3 separate regions of the Oryctolagus cuniculus genome follow, and regions 2 and 3 are each linked to region 1. Evidence: chromatin contacts called from public Hi-C data. All regions are on one chromosome and are shown on one strand. Each heading gives the region's core, a stretch centred on a gene start, on an enhancer-like site or on the middle of the called end of the contact. The rest is flanking DNA. Distances are from core to core; before and after follow the strand shown.

What was found. A called contact is a pair of places that touch in the nucleus more often than the background predicts.
Region 2: a Hi-C map of skin fibroblasts shows a contact between it and region 1, with 2.3 times the contacts expected there. The contact joins the enhancer-like site here to the promoter of ATXN1 in region 1. A contact is called at or near these places in 3 of 6 Hi-C or Micro-C datasets (embryonic fibroblasts, skin fibroblasts and an unstated tissue).
Region 3: a contact with region 1 is called in a Hi-C map of embryonic fibroblasts, with 5 times the contacts expected there. The contact joins the enhancer-like site here to the promoter of ATXN1 in region 1. A contact is called at or near these places in 4 of 6 Hi-C or Micro-C datasets (ear pinna, embryonic fibroblasts, skin fibroblasts and 1 more).

What each region holds. Positions count from the first base shown.
Region 1 is chr5:144,048,685-144,052,131 of mOryCun1.1, reverse strand. It overlaps ATXN1 (ataxin 1), which reads left to right and starts at 1,736. Exons shown (of 7, transcript XM_051832601.2): 1 at 1,736-1,876. It overlaps LOC138849695, which reads right to left. Exons shown (of 2, transcript XR_011388744.1): 2 at 1-818.
Region 2 is chr5:143,742,554-143,745,881 of mOryCun1.1, reverse strand. The region is part of intron 5 of ATXN1 (ataxin 1); the gene reads left to right. LOC138849697 (a long non-coding RNA gene) reads right to left here. Exons shown (of 2, transcript XR_011388747.1): 2 at 1-3,328. Among named protein-coding and RNA genes, the nearest start is that of GMPR, 190 kb to the right of the region's middle. Within about 2 kb of position 1,696, at least 1 of the 8 cell types and tissues checked has an H3K27ac peak or open chromatin away from gene starts, as enhancers often do.
Region 3 is chr5:144,389,635-144,392,689 of mOryCun1.1, reverse strand. No RefSeq gene overlaps it. Among named protein-coding and RNA genes, the nearest start is that of STMND1, 19 kb to the left of the region's middle. Within about 2 kb of position 1,374, at least 1 of the 8 cell types and tissues checked has an H3K27ac peak or open chromatin away from gene starts, as enhancers often do.

The sequences.
Region 1 (3,447 bases), core at 487-2,986:
GTTAACTGTCCACTAGAGGCTGTAATGAGACCGACGATCACCCTGAGGTTGAAACCGTCACGATCGCTGACTTTTAAATGGGGAAAAAAAAAAAAAAAAAAAAAAAAAAAAAAAAAAAAAGTTGTGGAAACCAGCAAGAGAGAACAGTCGTGGTTCTATTTAAGTAGTCATGCATACGGATATGGCATTGCAAAAACGCGAGGACAAAAGCGTTTCCCAGGCTCGCAGCGCTGGTTTTTATTTCGGAGGCACTCCGGCTCCACAATACGGCGTTGTTGCATTTCTCTCGGTGACTCTGCACCCCGCTTCGGTCGGTGACTAAATTGTTAGGTCATGGGCAAACTCAGCCAAAAGGTCTCGCAAACGCAGCTCGCAGGCAAGATACACAGGGATCGTGTTTCCAGACGCTCCGTGCTGAGCACCTGCAGGAGGGCGAGAGCGGTCCCAACACCTCCTGGTCTTCCAGAACCGTCGGCAGCCGCCAGCTCCCTTCCTCCAGGCGCCGCACCTGCGGGCCAAGGTGCGCCCCTTGCGCGCGCGCGCCGGCCGGGCCTGGCTGGGCGCGGGCTGGTGCGGGGCTGGGGACCGCACTTGCCGACTAAGTCCCGAGGAAGTACTTGGGCGCGGGTTCGCAAGAACCGCCGTTGGGTGCTCCTCTCGCTTTCTCTGCCTCCTCCGCTGGTTACCTCATTTCCGATGAAATTAATGATCCCGAATTAGCTGCGGGAGGGACGCACGCAGGCGCGTGCGCGCGCGGAGGTCGTGTGTCAAAGCCTAGCGCCACCGAGGAGTTCGGTGCCCGGAGCTGATCGCCCGACCTGCAGAGACAGAGGGAGGGAGAGAGAGGAGGGCGGCTCCCGGGGGTCGCCAGCTTTCAGGGGCCGCAACGGTGAGGCTGCCTCGCGCAACGGGACTCAGCCTCTCAACTTTCCAGAGTTGCGCGCTGGAGCCAGCCCCGCGGACCCAGGGTTTGGGTTCCGGGGCGCCGGAGCGAGCCGTGCTTGCCGGTTAGCGTACAGTGGAGGAGGCGCACACCAAGCCTGCGGGTCCGCTCCTCGCGGCGCCGGGGAGCAAGGGCACGTCCGGATGGGAAACGGCCGACCTCTCCGCCCCGCCCTGGGTCCTTCACAGCCCCCGACACTCGCTGGGAGAAACCCCCAGGCTGCCCGAGTTGCAACCCTCCGACTGGGTGGCGGGACCTGGGAAGGCGCTCAAGGACCCCCCTCCCCCGGCCCGGTCACCGCTCCAATGACCTCATCGTCCCAACTCCCCGCCCCTTTCCCGAACCTGGAAGGAGCGGTTCCACCACCACTCCGCTCCGCCCTACCCCCACCGAGGCCCGCTTCTTCCCTCCCGCTCCTCGGGGGCCCGCCCGGCGCGGGGCTCCCCGGGGGCTGCGTCCCCGGGCGGCGACGCGCACCGAAGGGTTAAGGGCGCGGGCCGCCGCCGCCGCCGTGCGCTCGCCGTGCTCTGCGCGGCTCGCCGGGCCGCCTGCCAGGGGGTGCCCCCTCCCCCCCCCATGAAGTCGGATCCTGGAGCTGCGGCGGCGGCCGCCAACTGCTCCATATTTGGCTTCTATTACACATTTACATACTGGAGCGAGCGAGCGAGCGAGCGAGCGCGAGCGAGCGCGAGGGAGGGCGGGCGGAGGGAGGAGGGAGGGCGAGCGGGAGGGGGAGGAGGAGGAGGAGAGAGCAGAGTATACCGCAGACATCATTTCTACTACAGTGGCGGAGCCGTACAGGACCTGTTCACTGCAGGGGGATCCAAAACAAGCCCCGTGGAGCAGCAGCCAGAGCCACAGCGGCCGCGAGACACTGTTTCTCTCCCTCTGTCCCCCCTCCCCACGCAACCCCAGATCCATTTACACTTTACAGTAAGTGGCTATTTTTTTTTCCTCCTCTGGTTCTTTCTCCCCCCTCCCCCATCCCCTTCGCCCCTTATTTAGATTAAAATCCCCCCGCCCCTCTCTCCGCTCCCCCGAGAGGGGCAAAAGCAACAACCAGCAAACAAACCCCAAACCCCAATTGGCTGCACGGAAAACAGCTGGAAGAGGAGCGAGGGAAACCGACGCGTCGTGTTGTGTGTGTGTGTATGTGTGTGTGTGTGTGTGTATGTGTGTGTGTGTGTATACAACCGTCCCCAGCTCCAGCCTCTCGGCCAGGACCCCAGCTCCGAGCGCCGACGCGGCCCGCAGGGGGAACTGCCAGGGCCCCGGGTGGGCGCCCGCCGGGCGAGGGGGCGCGCCCGGGCGGGGGGCGCGGGTGGCGAGAGCGGCGGCGGCGCCCCGCTCCGGCGGTTGCCGGTCCGGCCGCTAGTGCGGAGAACCATGTCCTCCTCCCTCCGGGTGGCGCAGCGGGGAGGCGGCGGCGGCTGGGGGTCGCGCTGTCCTCCTGCCCCCCGCCGCTTCCTTCGCGATCCTCCTCCCCAGAGGGGGGCGGTGAGCGCGAGCGGGGCTCGGGAGGGCTAGGCTTCCCCGCCGGTGGTCGCCTGGCCCCGGCGCTCCCGGGTGGGGGTCTGCCCGCCGAAGCCGGCCTTCCGGGGCGTGCAGCTGCGGGCTGGGAGAGGGCTGCTCCCGGCGCCGGGCCGGACTTTGCGCGCGGCGCAAGGCGTGAGGGTGCCCGGAGCGGGGCTGGAGTGGCGGTGGCGGCCCTGGCTACCGCCGCCACCGCCGCCCTGTTGGTGCGGCCGCTTCCTGATCATGTGCAGCCGCCGCCGCCCGGAGCCGGGAGCCCGCGAGCGCCCCAGCCCGGGCCCGCGTCCCCGCCAGCGCCCGCGGCAGGAGCAGAGGAGCGGCGGCGGGCGCTGCCCTGCGCCGGGAGTGAAGGGCTGCGCGGCTGCCGGGAGGGTGAATGGGAAGCCAGGAGGAGGGGAAGAGGCGGCGGCGGCGGCGGAGGAGGAGGCGCTGCGGGGCTTGGGATGCGCCTCGGAGCCCCGCCGCTCGCTCGCTCGCTCGGGGCCGGGCCGGACACTCTGCCACTCCCGCGGCCGCCGCCGCCGCCTCCTACGTGGTTCCAGTGCTGCGCGCAGGCCGGTCCCGCAGGGGGCAGGGCCGCGGCCGGCCAGGCGGAGCGAGAGGTGAGGCGGCGTGGGCGCGCGGCGCGGTACGAGCAAGAGGGTGCGGGTGCGGATGGGGGTGCGGGTACGAGTGCGCGCCGGGAGGGGGCTCCGCCGCCCCCGGGGCCGCCTGCCGCGTCCTCGGCCCCGCGCCCTCGGGCCGCCTGCGGAAACTCCGCGGCTTGCGCTTTCATTTTATTTCAGACCACGTAGGGGGGCTTGGCTGGGGGCGCTGAAACAATTCAGGTTTTCTAGGGAGATTGAGCAAGGAGCTTAGTTGGGGGGTGGAAGTCGGATGGTTCTGGAGAGGCTGCCAGAAAAAGCAAAAAAAAAAAAAAAAAAAAGCTTCTAAGGACGAGGAGGTCCGCTTCGATCCCGTGCCTGTTTTGC
Region 2 (3,328 bases), core at 447-2,946, 310 kb after region 1:
AATCACTTGCCTAACATTTTCAAAAGATAAAATCACAAAGTATAAACCCACCTGTGATTACAAAATTTGGGGTGCTAGTGCTAGAAGGCTGTACTGTAGGATCCAGAGGATATGAAAAGACATGTTTATGTAGATACTTTAAATACTTTTGACACCAGCCTTTTGAAAGAAAATAGTGTCCAAAATCTCACACCAAACGAGAGGGGAAAAATCAGCAATCTCTCTTAAAAAAAAACCAAAACCTTCATTTGAATGCTCCTTGGTCGTTCTGTTCTGGTTTTGATTCACAGATGAATTCTCAGAAACTTTCATCCTATTTGGTTTTAAAGAAAGATTTAATTTTTTCCTCTGCAGATTAATAGGTACTCATTGGAATGTGAGATTTAGACGCCTAAATCTTCTCATTTTGTCAGCTGAATTTAATCTTATTCTATGCAAAATCCAGAAAAGTTCATTCTCTTAAAAGTCATGAGTAGTTACGGATTCACAACTGTATTTGTCATCTGAACATCACATAATTAGCCCTGCAAGTATTGAAACTCCAGATACTCAGTGAATGCCAGCATTATACCCTGCACCAGGAGAAAAAAAAATACAGTCCTTGTCCTCAGGAGTCACTCAACTGTTTTACCCTGGAATTCCCAGTCTTCCCTCTGTGGCTGCCGTTTGCTGTTTGCAGAATCTCTTCACTGTAGTAGGCATCCCTCTTGTTCCTTAACTAAGTTGCAGGGGGCAAAAACAAGGGGGCTCCAGGTGACAGTTGGCCCCCTCAGTGAACTGCCCCAGAGATGGTGCCAATAAGAGACAGAGCCCTGAACCCTCTGTACACAGCGGATATGTACCTCCTGTGTCTTCAAAAAGACAAAGAGTGCAAGACTAAAGATAGAAGCCGGGGGTGACAACCTTTTAACCTTTTAAACAACCATGTTTCTGTTCACTTTGTTCCTGTTTGCCTCGGGAAGGGGAGGAAGAACAGAAAGAGAGAGAGAGAGAACTCTAATTACAAACTTCATGTTTCTTTCAGCCATACTATTTTCAATCCTATATAATTTGTACAGCTGAAGTGGCAAATGCCTGCTTTTAAATGTGGAGAGAAGGTGCCTCCATTTAATGCTTAGAAGAGATTGAGTTGGACTTAAATGAAAGGATTCGTGATTCATGATTTGCAGCTACCCAGGAGCAGCTGTTCTGTCCCCCACCGGGTGGGCTCTTGGAGAAATCTTCCTCTCCTTTAGCCCTGTTCCCCACATTGGTATCCTTTGGATCCTCTGGGATCAGGTGAGTTCGCAGGTGGCTGCTGAATGGGCCTCAGAGCTGTTAGGATGCCTCGATTTCTGGAAGAGCCCCTGCCAGAAGCTCAGGACAGGGGCTTGGCTCCATCCCTCTCCTGGAAAGTCCTTTCCCACTGTGAGACCTTGATCTCTGTTGGTGGAGCAGCCTGGTCCACTGTGCAAGACCCCAAGGAGGAAGGAAGCTCTGTATTGATCAGTTAGTATGGTGCAAGGTGAGTTTTATATGTTATTTTGTGGATGTGTGAACTACTGAGGAATTTCAGCAAACACTTAGCCTCCCCGGTGGCAGATAAGAGAAGCTCAACAGGATGGGAGTGAGTCAGCGCAGAGTAACCATGCTAATGATAAACACTCTGCCTTGCAGCCCAAGTCTGAGTCACAGACCCATGCCTTCTGTACCACAGCACATTCCTTCCTTGAACCAGAGCGCCCCAGATGGGGAGGGGAGGGCAGGGGCTGTGTTATCAGTGCCGCTGAGTGAATACTCCTCCTATACCCCCTTCCCTAAGGACCCGTCCCCATGTGCAGACCCATCACCACAGACTGTTCCAGATGTTGCCGGCTTGACCCTGAGAGGTGAAAAAGAAGAGGGAGATCAAGTGGGCCATGAGATTATTGTGTCCAAGTGTTCGCTATCAGGGACAGGTTCTTTTCTTCTATTTCCTTTATCTAGACATTGCAGAGTTATGGTTATAATCCTCCCTCCCCCCACCGAGGCCAAATCTCATTCATTACCTTTACTTGGTACTTTTACAAATATTTTTTGTAGCAGCTTGTTTTTCAAACACAATCTTAGGTGAAATTTCAATATATAAAACTGATAAAGGCAAATTTTGTTAGCATAATGTCTATTAGATTTCACTGTATCATGCTGACATAAAATGTATAACTTCAAAAAGAACAGTGAGGTTTTGTGATGAACATAGAAATCTGAAATGAGTTTATGGGCAGGAGCTGCAGTGTTCTCTAACTTTGGTTTCCAATTTATTCTGTTTTGCTGTCATTGGTTCTTTTTTGTTTTTAATGGTACTGCACAGGCCTGAGGAAATCCTGGCTCCTAAGGAGTTGGAAATAATAACAAGACTTTTTTTTAAGTTACCTTGTAATTTCAGGATATTTCTTTGGTCAAACTTACCTACTCAAACTTACTTAAAGAGTAGAAGTGGCTTGATTTAAAGCAGAAATCATTAATAACATGAAACAATTTGCCTTTTTTCATTGGTAAGTCTGATATTTTCCTCCAGTGCGAATCTTCTAGTAGAGGCAGAAAACACTTCTCAAATTATAACATTAATGAGATGCCCATTGACGTCCTTAAAGGAGAAGGAAAGAAATTTGTAAGCCGGAGGGCCCGTCCCTGTGCAGTTTCAGAAAGAACGCATTTACTTTGTTTTGCATGAGGAGTCTAATCTTAGACTGTGGATTTCTTCTCTGGCATGTGGCTACCATAAGGATGGTACCTTTGATAGCTGCATGCCAAGAATTCAATTTTGTTACACCATTTGAAGCCACACATTTAGTTCTTGTTGTATGCCAAGCCCACTGCAGACAAGAACTCAGGCTGTAGGACCTGGCCTAAGCCAGTGATTGCATGCACCTAGGACATAACAACGCTGTAGTAGGGTTCTCAGCTCTGAACCTGCACGCTGATGGACGTGGAGTGACCTTATGTTTATACGTTAAAACAAAAGAGTGGAACTGTAGCTTTTCTAATGAAAGGATGTTGAATTAATGCACTGAAATGATGGGATAGCTTTATTTTGATTTTGGCACAAGCTTGTCAATATTCGTTGGTCCACTGTGGGCAGAGTAGAGGTTATACTTAACAGATTACTAAGAATCCAACTTCTGGAGAGTGCCACTATCTCCTTAGCCCTTACAACAAAAACAAACATGAGTTAGCAACTATTAAAGATACAGAGACTTACTATCAAAATGGAATTAAGAAACCCTGCATGCATGCAAGAGTACTTTAGACTTCTCTCCACTCAAAGTGTTAAAGGCCCAGGAGTGGTCTGGATGCCTAGACACAAATC
Region 3 (3,055 bases), core at 125-2,624, 340 kb before region 1:
CATCTGCTGCCTCCCAGGTGCATTAAGGAAGCAAGATCAGAAGCGTTGAGTAGACAAGACTCAAGTAGGCATTCCAACATGGGATGCCAGTGTCTCAGGCAGGGGCTTAATGGGCTGTATCACAAAGCCTATCCAGAGGTTACAACTTTTTAAAAAACATCAATGTAGAGAAGCCCCTTGACTTACGACAGGGTTATGTCTCGATACACTCTCTTAAGTTGAAAACATTATGAATGCACCTAACCCGCTGTGCATCCCAGCTCAGCAACACAAGGCACTGAAGAATGTTGGTGATTTCCCCTTATGACCACAAGGCTGCCTGGGAGCAGCAGTCACTGCTGCTGGCCCTCAGCACAGGACAGGAAAGGACTGTGCAGTGCTAGCCCAGGAGAGGGCCAAGTTCAATGTCCCGAGCCTGGTTTCTACTGAACACATGTCAGTTTCATACCATGGTAGAGTGGAGAACCTATGTGGAGCATAAACTAGGAACCATCTGTCTTTGTACCTTGCTGCTGTCCACTTCCCACTCTGAGATATATAGCAGCAGCGCTATTGCCAACTCGAGGGCACAGGCCAAGCAGGGACTGACTTCTGGAGGGTAAATATTTGATGACAATAATGAATCTAAAACATCTCTCCTTAAAAACCAAGAACACCTAAAATAGATCCAAACACCGAGTTCAAATAGAAATCGGAATATTTTGCAAGTGATATCACCATTATAAAAGGTGGCTCTAGGATCTCCCACAAATTCCGGGGCAAGTGGTTTGTTTGCTTCTCTTTGCAGAGAGGGGTGCCTGTATGAACAACATTGAGAGCTAACGACTTAGGCTATGGTGGGTGTGAGAGTCAAAGAAACAGCAGAGAATAGGAACCATATTTTTGGACTCCCAAGCATGCGACTTTTCTACCTTCCCACATAACATCCAACTCTTAAGGACTGTTCATTTCTGTGTTGCAGTGTTCTATTAAACTACACTCTCAATGGTGCACACAGTGATCACATTTTTTTAAATCTAATACACAATTGTGAATGTGACTCCAGAATTCTGACTATAAATAGAATTTTATCAAAGCCGGCAGCAGTCTCTGCCTGCCATTGGACTGGTGGACTGCTTCACGATTTTAAGCCTTTCTTGTGGTGAAATTCAGAGTTGTACAAATTGGACTTGAAATTGTACTAATTCTGGCCCCTGTTTAGGGAAACACATTGGCATCCATATCATCCCTTCTGTTTGACAGATGATTCAAAGGAGTCACAGAGGTGTTGCTTGCTTGAGATCCTGAAAACTCACAGGCAGAAACTGCTGGCTTCCTATTCTGTCAGAGTAAATGGTGCTACTATTTTTGGTTCGGTGTTCTTTTCCATTTCTGGTTATCATGATCAGAGACAGAGAGAGGGAGAGGGAGAAGGAGAGGGAGAGGGAGGAGAAGGAGACATACATATTCCACTTTGTTTCTAAGATACTCTCTGATCTCTTCTGGGTAACTGGAAAAGCCATGGGTTGTCCCAGAAACTCTCACACAGTAGGTTGCTTGGGTGGTGGTGGTAGATGAGGACATTATATGATAAAGCTCACATGTTAAAATAAATATAAAATGTTACCACAAATGCTGTGCCAGCAGACATAGTGTAATCTGTGGACTTAACCCTTCCTTAATAAATTGTCAAAATCTGTTATCTCCTTAATGCAATGCCCTTTAAAAAGAGCCAGAGGGGAATACTTCTCACCCGTAATGAGTAACACTCATTGAAAATGCATTTAAAGGGCATTAAAAGGGGTAAAAATTATTTTAAGCCTTTAGAAAAAACCAAAAATCCCATCTACATACTAAAAAGGGTGATGAGAATAGAGTCTAATAATATGGTTGTAATCAGATTAGGGAGATGTTTGCCATGGACAGGATAGCAGGAGATTGGCAGCTGGTGCCATTGTCATCCCAGGAAGGGGTTTGGTTTCACGGGTACAGGGAGGTGTAGAGGCTCCCTGCAGTGGCTTAGAAGACAGAGTAAAGCAATTTGGGAGACTGTTATATATACAGCCAGAATTTTCCATTGTCGTTTCATTTGGAGGGGGAATATTTTACAGGGAATAGGGATAGGAGGTTACCAACACTTGTCTCTCCCTACCACTAATTTATTACCGACTATCCCTGAGTGGGAATAAATGGGCAATGCTAACAACGAATGGGAGCTGAAGAGTACTACCTTATAAGTGCATAAATTCAGAACACTCTCTCATTCTGCCATATCTTAGTCCCACGTCTTTTTTTTTTCTTTTAAGATTTATGTTCTTTATTTGGTAATCAGAGTGACAGAGGGAGAGACACATAGAGAGATCCTCTGGTTCACTCTTCAAATGGCCCCAACAGCTGGGGCTAGGCTAGGTCAAAGCCAGGATCCAAGAATTCTATCCTGGTCTCTCATATGGGTGGCAAAGGCCCACGTACTCAGGCCATCATCCACTGATTTCCAAGGTGCATTAACAGGAAGCTGGATTGGAAGTGGAGATGCTGGCACCTGAACTTGTGCTCCAATAAGGGGTGCTGGCATCGCAGGTGGTGTCTTAATCCGCTGTTCTACAACACTGACCCCTACCCAGTGTCTCTTTCTAACAGCAATGTCCTTCCTTCATCTGCTTCCACCTGGAAGGCTCCTATTACAATCGTCATCCATGGCATTTTCTCTCCCCTCTGTACTTTCAGGCACCTTTTGCCCAACTGTCTTAGTCACTGCATTGCCATTGACCTCTCAAGAGTTTGCCTTCTCCCTAGATGGTGGCATCCTTGAGGGCAAGGGTTGCATCTCTTCATCTACTTCTTGGTGTCCTTCGGTGCATCTGTTCCAGTGTGTTTGCAGTGTTGCTATCTGCCGATGGAAAACAGGGTCTAAAATGAGAAAATTCTGACCATGACTTTGCAAACATGCCAAGGATTCACAAGTGTACTTTGGTCAAGTCATGTCACAGAAACTTAAGCAGAAGATCTCCCAGTTTGTACCAGTGGCTCACCAATTTGAAACCAATTTGTACTTCAATGCAATAATCATTCAATG